Linked DNA regions of Mus musculus: region 2 is linked to region 1. Evidence: chromatin contacts called from public Hi-C data. All regions are on one chromosome and are shown on one strand. The core of a region is the stretch at or near the end of the contact, and the rest is flanking DNA. Distances in the headings are between cores, read along the strand shown. Region 1 overlaps Sgms1 (sphingomyelin synthase 1). Region 2 has its middle 6.8 kb from the start of Gm36914.

Region 1 (5,823 bases), core at 2,546-5,045:
TTGAAGTTCAGAAAGGCACACTCTTGATAGATATAGTTCAGCCGGGGATGTTTTTGGGGTCAAGGAACAAGAACAACGGCAGCCGAACTAGCACCAATGGACATGCTTCTCTTCTTAAAACTGGGCTACTTACCGATCAAGGTGATGATTCATCGCTTGTACCCTTGTTTGCCCTCAGCTTCCTGATATGACTTAATAAGAAACTGTTAATGAGGAGATGTGCACCCTGAGGAGTCACAGTGAAACTGACTGATGGTTGTCTACAAGTTTAGATTTGGGATTCTTCTAAGGTTGTTTGTAAGATTACCTGGTTGATTTTTTTTTTTTTTTTTTTTTTTTTTTTTTTTTTTTTGAGACAGGGTTTCTCTGTGTAGCCCTGGCTGTCCTGGAACTCACTTTGTAGACCAGGCTGGCCTCAAACTCAGAAATCTGCCTGCCTCTGCCTCCCAAGGGCTGGGATTAAAGGCGTGTGCCACCACTGCCCGGTGATCCTTTCTTTTTAACTACAAATTGCAGCCTGCCAGTAAAAGCCCTGGATGAGAAAAAAAAAAAACTACCTTGCTTACTTACACTCTGTTAATTTATAACAAGTTATTTAAAACATGAATGCACATGGGGCCCTGGGAATAATTTGTTTTTCACGTGGAATAAGTAACGTTTAATCGTGTAAGGTTACCAGGAATATGCTGGGTTTTGTTTTGTTTTGTTTTCTGTATACTTATTGTAATTATTCACTCAAAGAAAAATAGAATGTAATCACATTGTAATTTTTATATTACAGATTCTGCCCAGATATATAAGCTGTGGAGAGGAAATAAAGTCTAAGGACCCATCTTTACTATAGTGTGTGCAGTCTGCTCGGTACTTAGTTGCTGGCACTTTGCACAATGATAGTTCAAATACCTGTGGATAAGAAGAAAGTGAAGACCCATTTAAAGCAGTGCAATCCACAGGGCCCAACCCTTGTCAATGCTGGGAGTAACCCCAAGGGCCTTCTCAGTGCTATCTCAATGAACATTCCTACACACAGATGGATGGAACCCCTAATATTCAGTATGATAAGCCAAAAGGTAAAGTGTGTTAAGTTGCAGAGCCTTCATTTGACAAGACCAGATAACTTCAACCAGATACCTTTTGGTTTCCAGTTTTACTGGTAACCTTGGCTTGTGCTTGCCTGTGTGAGGGTGAGCCATGGGTGTGTCTGCAGTTTGCTTTTGCCCTCTAGCTGGGAAAGCTGCTGCTAAGCACACTCAGAGGGGAATTACCCCATGATAACAGCTTTCAGGGAAGTCAGGTTCCGAGAGAAACCAACTCACTCTGAACTGAACAAGATGAGGATGCAGATTCCAAAGACAGGGTTCTCTAGATGAACACATACATCCTAGAGGGGGTGGGGGTGGCACGCCTTTAATTCCAGCACTGGAGAGGCAGAGCCAGTGGGATCTCTATGAGTTTGAGGCCAGCCTGGTCTACAAAGTGAGTTCTAGACCAGCCAGGGTTATGTATTAATACCCTGTCTCAAAATAAACAAAACCCCAACATACTCTACAGCACATTAATTGGACTGTCTTATAAGATAGGAACCAAGATGTCTGACAATGACACCCTGGAAGTGCAGAGGAGGGAACACACTAGCTGCTCAGTCCCCAAAGTAGATAGCCTCATAAATCCCAATATGGTACTGAAAGCCTGGCAGCTCCCATTTAGCCCTTGTCAGAAGGTTGCAGAAGCAGGGTCTGATGCTGGCTGGGAGGCCAATGGGGTGTTGCCAAGTGGTATCATCTCCATTTCTACTCCCTTCTTCCTGGGTACCGTATATTAGATGCTGAATAAGAGTACATAGAGCCTTTTGGAAAGCCTTGGTCCAGCCCTGTTAAGGTAGTGCTCTCTGATTAGCATTGCAACTAATCTTCAAAAGGGCATGCCACTATTCTACCAGGCCAGATGCTTCAGGAAGATGGGGGTCATGGTTAAGACCAGTGAATTCCATGGGCACAAGTCCACTAATACAGCTCTTTGACTGTGAAGCGAGTTCCTTGGCCAGCAAATGCTTCATGGAAAAGCTTGATTCTCCAAATCCATGAACGGTAACTTTGACAGAAGCGATAACACAAAGAAGGCAAATGTATATCCAGAACAAGTGTCTACTCTAGAAAGGACCAAGTACCGCCCTTTCCACAATGGCGGCCACCGAAGCTGGAGTCCAGTACCAGATCAGCAAAGGTTGGCAGGAGTGGTGACAGACACCACCTTCAGAAAGCAATGGCGAAAGTAGGCACACACTGCCTCCTCCTAAGACCTCTTTATATCTGGACCAACTGTGGAAGGTGTCAGCCCTTTGAGGGTGGCTTCCCCACCCTCATTATTCCCCTACAGAAACACCGAGATAGACACAACCAGAGGGGCTTCCTAGGTGACTCTAAATCTTGCCAAGTTGTCAATCAGGGCCAACTATCACACTGACAATTAAATTCAGTTTCAATGACTTCCTACTGTTCCTGTCTTATCCCAGCAATCTGTTAAATGTGCTAGGATAACTATAATTATAAAACATGATTGTTCTATGTTTTTTATACTTCAAAGGAAAGAGCTCAAACCCAACCATTTCATCCCTTTTATCTTTAACATTATTGTTAGTGGAGCACAACACATCTCAAAATCCACCATCTTGGAAATGTTTAGGTATGTAGTCTGTGCACTAAAAACAGTGACATTGTAGCTGGGCATGGCGCCTTTAATCCCAGCACTAGAGAGACAGAGGCAGGTGGATCTAAGTTCAGGCTAACCTAGTCTACATAGGTTCCAGGACAGCCAGGACCATGTAGCCACCCCCCAAATTACATTTTCACTGTATTATCACATCACCAAAATGTGTCCATCACCCCAATGAGAAATTCTGTTAAGCAATAGTTCCCCAGTTCCCCGTTACCTAACCCCCAACCCCTGTACATCAATAAATCACCATTCTATGGGAAGTTTTTAGGGGCTGAAGTAAGTGGATAAAAACCTTTTTTGTTCCTTTTTGGTGGGCTTGTTTTAATTAGCAAAATGGCTTTAAAGTCATATATGTTAAACCATGAGTTGAAATCCCTTTACTATTTATTTGTAAATATGTGTAGTATATGTGTATGAATAGAGCTGTGTGTGTGTGTATAAATACACACACACACACACACACACACACACACACACACACGGCCATCACTCCCCAACACCTGCCCCAGAGGATTAGTCTTTCTCCACATATATCTACACCAGAAGCCATTGGCAGAGGTGAGCCAGGCAGTAGCCTGAGTGGGGCCAGCTCACCTGTAGAAGGGGTGGGCCAGCTCTCCAGCACCCATGTACATTAACATGCCTTTAGGCAGCAGCTCAGACCATGGGCTTCAGGTAACCAGGGTCACCAATACATACAAGACTCGTGAGCATAGCAGGCCACTGACCCACCCACCGCCCTCAGCAGCTACCCAGGCCACTAACACCCAGATCTTTTATGTGGGTGCTGAGGGTCTAAACCATGTCCTCATGCATGCATGGCAAGCTCTTTACTAACTGGGGCAACTCCCCAACCCCAATTTCCTTCTTTTAAAAGCAAAATAAACACATTCTGATTTGTGTGTAGAGAGTATTCTATTTCTCCGTTCACTTATCAGTAAATATTGAGGTTTCTTTCGAGTCTTAGCAATCATAAATAATGTTGCTGAGAACATGGGTGGGCCGTCTAACCAGGGGTGGCATGGCTGGGTCACGTGTACTTCTATCTTTTATGCTTTGAGGAACTGCCATAGAACTTTCCATGGTAGCTCAGCCATGCAGCCATTTCAAAACACCATAAACCACAGCAGGGCTTGCCTTTTCCCACATCCTCATCAGCATAGTCGTTATTTTCTGTTTTTGTTTTATTTTTTAAGACCGCATCTTCAAAACCAATTAATTGAATTCTTTTTTTTTTTTAATCTCATCTATGCAGTTGGCTAAAAATGGCAGAAAACCAGATCTGCATCAACTTTAAATACCTCCAGGGAGACAATTTTAATAAAGTAACTGAGAAGGAAAAAACAAGATAGAGAAGGAGAAGAGGGAGGGGAAGGAAGGAGAGCAAGTGCTGGAAACACACACACACACACACACACACACACACAGAGACCTGAAACACCCACTTCCGAGGCCAGCACTGCGGGAACCTTCGGCCTCTTTACCTGCAGACAAATACCTTGCCTTCAGAGCTCTTGGGAGAAGTTACAGAGCCCCACCCAGCACAACATCCAGACCTAATAAGCACTAAGATGTGGGAGGTTCAGATGGTAAGGAAGCAAAGTTTTGTTATTACTGGAAAACCACCAGAACTTACAGAAGGCCTCATGTTAGTCAGCATTTCAGTACAGACTTGCCAGCCATTCATGTGATACTGTCTTATATAATTGGGCATGTACTTCCCAGGCCTCAAGGATGCCACTAGTGTTAACATTAATAGCATATTCACTATTAAAAATGTAAGAACACAAACATATTCTTCCAGGGAGTAGACACGGTATCAGAGCTTAAGCAATGGTAACAGCACTAAATTACACCTTTCCACAGTTTGAAAGCAGCAGCAACATCAAAAACCATACACCTGAGATTATAATTAACCTAGTTATACAGCCAAGGAAGGAGGACATTAGAGACAACTGTTCACTTTTTTTTTTTTTTTTTTTTTGGTTAACCAATTAAAATGGCTGTCTTTTAAAGCGTTGGTTTAGGCTAAGTTCATATGTCAGTATGTGGAAAAGCAAAGAAATCATTGAAGACCTCACAGACACCTTCTTCTTAGAATTGTGTCTGGCCTTTCCATGATATTCAGAGAATCTAGGCTAGAGAATCAAAACTATGCTACCCAAACTCCCACTCGAAAGCTGCCCTTTAGCCTGTTTCTGGAAACTTACTAATCTACTACAGCAAAGTGCAGAAACCTTGAAATGTTATAAGTACCAGCTGAAGTGTTATAAAAGATGGATACATTTAAACATTAATTACACACAAGTGAGTTTTCAAATAAAAGCTAAGTGAAGACAACATGCAAATCAACCTTCTGCAAGACCTTTGTCCTGGTCTAAATACTTTACACTTCCAACCTGCACAAGCCTTCTCCTTTGCGTTCCATCAATATTACAATGTATTCTGAATGGCTCCTTACAACTGATGCATTCTTTGCATACTCTGCTGAGAAATATCCATGTCAAAAGACACTAAAGTATTAGTTATGCTACTAATTCAGATCTCGAATCTTTCCATGATATCAAGTCACAATAACCTCTTCTTTCTATCCACCCAAAGAAATGGCCTACAACACAGCACCTTGACCATGGCCTTAGTGTAGGCGTATTAGCTCAGGATTATAAAGGAATCTATGCTTTAATAATGATCCTTTTTAAATATCCTAATTTCCGAAAAGAAAGAACATGGATATGTAATTTTAAATATGCTTCTCTAAGATTCTCTAAGATGCTGGTGGACTTTTAAAGAGCTCTTTAGCCAGTCCTCTGAATACGTGGGGTGACATCTTAAGAGTCCTATTACTACTGGGTCTCAGAGAACCAGGCTGAAACACTACTGGCCATTAAGCATGCCCAACAAGATAAATTCCTGAAGCAGTGCCATCTCTGTCACCCACAGTAAGAGCACACACTGTCCTGCACTGTCCTACACCTGGAGGACCTGCTACTGCATCACCCCCCTCTGCCCTCTGAAGCTTCCTTGCAAATTGACCCCCTTCCCTGCCCCGAGAAAGCCAATAAAACGTTGAGTGCCTCAGAGAGGCATCGGAGGGGCAGAGGATGGCGG
Region 2 (5,094 bases), core at 1,529-4,028, 690 kb after region 1:
TCATCAAATTTGTGAGACATTGAGCTTTCCTGAGGCAGAGAGTGAATTTTAGAGACTGCTCTTGCAGCTGGTAGGTCTTGTGCTCTGGTAAGTTAGAAGATGAAGAATGGAAAGGTCTCAGAATGGAGGGGGAGCTTGGGCCAAGCAGGTCACTGACAGGTGGCCAGGGCAAAGGAACAGTTATGTAAAACTGATTAGATGTTGGGGGAGGAGTGGAGAGGGGAAGAAGAAGTGCTGAGGACATTGTGCCTGGGTGAGGGGAAGAATTGCGCTGCAGCAGAGAAGGGGAAGTTGGAGTCTGAGCTGACTGGAGGAGGGGAAAGACTAGGTGACCTTGATTGGGAGATGCTGGAACTGGGTACCCATATCCCAGGGCCATGTGGAGATGTGGTACTCAAGGGAGAGGGGTAGGCTACACACATACAAATAAACTACAGTGTGAGCCATCAGCATTGAGGGGAATTGCTTGGAGCTCTGGCTCTGTGTTGTGGGGTATCTGTGAAGTTAAGCCACCGTAAGCAGATTTCTATGTATGTTAAGAAGTTGACAACCTCCTATTATATACCCTAAATAGAATCACCTGTATAGAAGTGGTGACACTCTTGGACAGTTGAATCACCATGTTCCTGATTGCTACAATACCTCAGACTATTGATTATTTTTGCCATGGCTAGACTGTTGATAGTGATATTTCACTTCACAGAAAAATAATTAACTTCAATTTGGTCAAAGACCTGGACACAAGAGCTAAAATTATGAACTCTTGAGGAAGAAAACAACATCAAAAATGTAAATCTTTTAGGGCTAGAGAGATGACTCAGCAGTTAAGAGCACTGACTGCTCTTCCAGAGGTTCTGAGTTCAATTCTCAACAACCACATGGTGGCTCACAGCCATCTGTAATGGGAACTGATGCCCTCTTATGATGTGTTTAAAGACAGCTACAGAGTATTTGTATACATAAAACAAACAAACAAATGACTCTTAAAAAAATCTCTAATAAAAAAATAAAAACCTACTTCTTAAAAATACCTGTAAATCTTTGTACTAACATGCCTTAAAATGGGTAATATTAGATACAGTACTTAAAGTAAAAACAATTATAAACCGGGCGTGGTGGCCCACGCCTTTAATCCCAGCACTTGGGAGGCAGAGGCAGGCAGATTTCTGAGTTCGTGGCCAGCCTGGTCTACAAAGTGAGTTCCAGGACAGCCAGGGCTATACAGAGAAACCCTGTCTTGAAAAATCAAAAAAATAAAAACTAAAATAAACTAGATTTCATCAAAACTTAAATTTTGTATTTCAGGGACTGTCAAGAAAGTGCAGACTCATAGCATGGGAGATAATATCTGCCAATCTAATTATCTGAGAGAAGTCTAGTACTCAGAATAAGTCAAGAACCTTTAATACAACATTGAAGGACAATAACCAATTAAAACCGGCCGAACCATTATAGTAAATATTTCTCCTGAAAAATGTACAAATGAAGCTGAGTGTGGTGTCACATACCTATAATCCCAGCACTCAGAGGGGGCTGAGGCAGGAGGAGTGTGATTTCAAGACTGCCTGTGCAGCATCAGGAGACTATGGATTAATCCCCTCTTATATACACAAATGGTCAAGACTCAACATTGAGCTATCTGAGAAATGTAAGTCAAAGGCACAATGAGGTACCATTTCATACCTACTAGGGTGGCAATCATTATTATCATGATTACTATCAATTATCCTGAGATAGTAACAGAGGTAAGTGTGATGTTTTAAATTAAAATGGCCCCCATAGCCCCATAGGGAATGATACTATTAGGAGGTGTGGCCATGTTGAAGGAAGTGTGTCATTAGGGGCAGGCTTTGAGGTTTTGGATGCTGAAACCAGGCTCAGTGTATTGTGACTCATTCTCTTTCTGCTGCCTGCCAATTCAGATGTAGAATTCTCAGCTACTTCTCCAGCAGCACGTCTACCTTTGTGCTGCCATGCTTCTTACCATGATAATACGTATCCCCATATTTCTTCACTATTCACCCTTGCCTATCCCTGCCCTGCCGCGAGTCTTTAAACTCTAGTCACAGCATGGTTAACACAAGATGCTAAAAAAAAGCATAAGAACAGCTGTTCTGATTCCGTGCTTCACGACCTGCTCATAGCGTGCTCCAGCTGTGGAGAGCAGCTCTAAGGGAGGTCCAAGCTTTAGTTCTGGTGAGCGAAGCTGATACAAAGGTGAGCCAGAACACAGTCTCCCGAAGTGCATCCTTCTGCCTCACAGGACAGGGTCCACTCAAGCTTTTGCCCAGTTGCTCTCAGAGTCAAGGGTTCTTCCTAACCTTTCCACAGACAGAGACCTCCTCAAGCTCAGGTGTTAGAACCTGCCAAGGCTCCACCCATCGCTGGCTTCCTGTGAACAGGTGTGCTTGGAACTTTGGAACCTGTGTTTTGAAATTTGTAATTTGAGGTCCTCAGAGGTTGCAGGCACCATCTAGGAAAAGGGGAGGGATTTGAGGCAAAAGGGACTAAGATTCTGACTCCTACCTCATTCGAGAGGAAAGAACCAATCCGTTTAACAGAGTGTCCTTAATGGCGGTTGAGTGTATGGGGGTGGGGGAGGGGGGGTGTCTGTGTGCGCAGATGCAGCTCAGAGAGCTCTCATTCACTGCCTTTCCCTCTGGCTCTCTCCCTGCACACACTGTTCTCTGAGCTCCATGGCTTCCTGTGCTGCGCTTCCTGTTTCCTTGTCAAACTTCATATAAGCATTTGCTGAGGGCTGGGCAGGTGTCAGGCTCCGTGGCTGGGAGGAAGCAGCAGGTGGAGGACATAGGATGTTGATGACACTTGGGCTGGAGTTCACCAAGTTCCCCTTTTAGTTCGTAATCTCTGTTTATGATTTGAGTACCTAGGAGAACCGGCTAATTCCAGCAGATGGAAAAGAACTCTAGCAGGCTAGAGCATCCCAGGCCAACGAGAGCTTCAAATACTTTGAAGATAGAGGATAACCCTTCCTGCCTCTCATTCCTGGGAGTGTCCTCGCAGGCTCTGTAGGTCTCTCGAAAACGTAGCTGATACACTGAGTAGTTCTCCAACCCTTTCCTTCTGACCTCAGCCAATCTCCTCCTTTGTGATCACACATTTCTAGGGTGTGCTAGGCAGGAACGATTCTTGTCTCTATTTAATGATGCTTAAATATAATAAGTGTAATTCCTACAAGACAGTCTTGGCCAAAAATAGAAAACCCTGTTGCTCTTTCACTTCACCTCCCACTCTCCCACTCCTACGTTCACACCACAGCATCCTATAAGGTTTTTGTTTGTTTGTTTTTTTAATCACCTAAAGCCATTGCTTTCTGGGCTAGTGTGCCCCCTTGAAGAGCTGGCATTTGGCCTGTAGTCTGGGCAACTACCTCAGATTGCCTCCTTGGAAAGGAGGGTGACCATGTCAGTTGGGCTGAGCATAGGCTTTGCAGATGGGGGATCTGGGGAGCTTAGGGGTGATACACTCTCTGCTAAACCATCAGGATGGCAGCTTCGTCTTTCATCTGGGCTCCTCTATTGTACTGGTGGCTATTGGTTCTTTTCCTTTCATTAAAGTACAGTGGTTGTTTGCTAAAGACGCTTTTGTTCAGAGGGAAACAATGCTTCTATGTTCCAACAGGAGAAGTGTCAGCTGTGGGAGGAGAGAGGAGAGGGTGGGACTCTCCCTACAGAGCCCTCTGGTGGACTTTTTCAGTATGCATTGCTTCTTCTGCCTTCTTGAAGGAATGGCTTCCTTCTGCTCATGGAGGGAGGCTCCTGATGCATCTGATGACTGCCCGTTGTGGCTTTCAGGGCCCATGGGAGCTGATGGCCCTCCTGCTGGCCTGCATCCCCAGCTTCATCCACTGGCCATTCCGTTCCAGGTGTCTTCTCCAGCAGTTTCTCTAGGTTGGCTTTGACCCACTGCTCCCATTCTGCTTCCTTCATCAGCCACAGGCTACTAAGCAGTCCCTATCCCAACCCCTTCTCATCCTGGATCTTTTACTTCAGGCATCACCCTCTTGGCAGGATCTGACACAACCTCGTTCTTGCACCTTGCTCAGAAGCTGTTCGTATGAAGTCCAGGACAGTCAGGCTGTCCTGTCTGTTTCATCTCTGACCCCTGACATGCAGTCCATGCAGTCGAGTGTCTGGCTTTTATTGGGCATTTACAAAATGCACAGGAAGAAACAAATAACAAAGACAGAGAACATGGAAAGGGGAAAACTTTGGGGTCTTTTGACACCAAGGCAACCAAGAGGTTGCGTGGAATGTCTCTTTTGCCAAGGAGGGGCGTGCCTGCGTAGTTGGTATCCTAGTTAGCATGTTAACATGACATTGTCTATGGTCACCTGGGGTGTAGGGACAGTTGAGTTGAGTAATTGTCTTTATCAGGCAGGTTTGTGGACATGTCTGATAAGTGCCATCTGGACTGCTAACTGATATAGGGCTACCATGAACAGTCCCATACCTAGGCAGTTGATTTGGGGTTGTATAAGGAAACAGGTTAAGCTGGAGCCAGAGAATAAGTCAGTCTGGAACACTCCTGCCTTGACATCCATCCCTCAGTGACTGACTGTGTCCTGGAAGTGTGAGCCAATTCAACGCTTTCTTCCCTGAGTTGTGTTTGATCACAGTGTTTTGTTCTAGTGACAAGAAACCCAGATCAGGTGCATCCCTTCTTCTCTGGGATTATATCTTGGTTCCCAGGAATTAGGGACTTTCCTTCATCTTTCCCACTCTCTTTCCTGCACTAGTTTTCCCAGGGCTCGTCCACACACTCTTTAATAGTGTTAACAGAGGCTGTAACTATAAAGAAACCCAGCTGCCATCTTTGAGGACCTTCAGTTTTTGGACACTTCCAAATATTCTATTTAAAAGCATTGGCCCATCAAGGGAAACCCGTGCCTCATCAGCTGAAATGCTCCTGGTCAACTTTCTTTACTGTGGGTGGGGGGGGGGGGGCGTTTGAAATTCTCAGCTGCACCCCGATGTATCCAGCAACTGTCTCTTACATCGATGGTGACAATCCGCTGGCAGTCAGAAGCCAAAATTCCATTTACTCAGCATTTACAGAGAGGAGCTCTCACAT

Evidence for each region. A called contact is a pair of places that touch in the nucleus more often than the background predicts.
Region 2: a Hi-C map of CD4 T cells shows a contact between it and region 1, with 2.3 times the contacts expected there. A contact is called at or near these places in 1 of 484 Hi-C or Micro-C datasets (CD4 T cells) and 4 of 130 datasets of targeted methods (double positive thymocytes, memory CD8 T cells, microglia and 1 more).

Annotation. Positions count from the first base shown.
Region 1 is chr19:32,262,811-32,268,633 of GRCm38.p6, forward strand. All of the region lies in intron 3 of Sgms1 (sphingomyelin synthase 1), which reads right to left. Among named protein-coding and RNA genes, the nearest start is that of Sgms1, 120 kb to the right of the region's middle.
Region 2 is chr19:32,950,738-32,955,831 of GRCm38.p6, forward strand. No RefSeq gene overlaps it. Among named protein-coding and RNA genes, the nearest start is that of Gm36914, 6.8 kb to the right of the region's middle.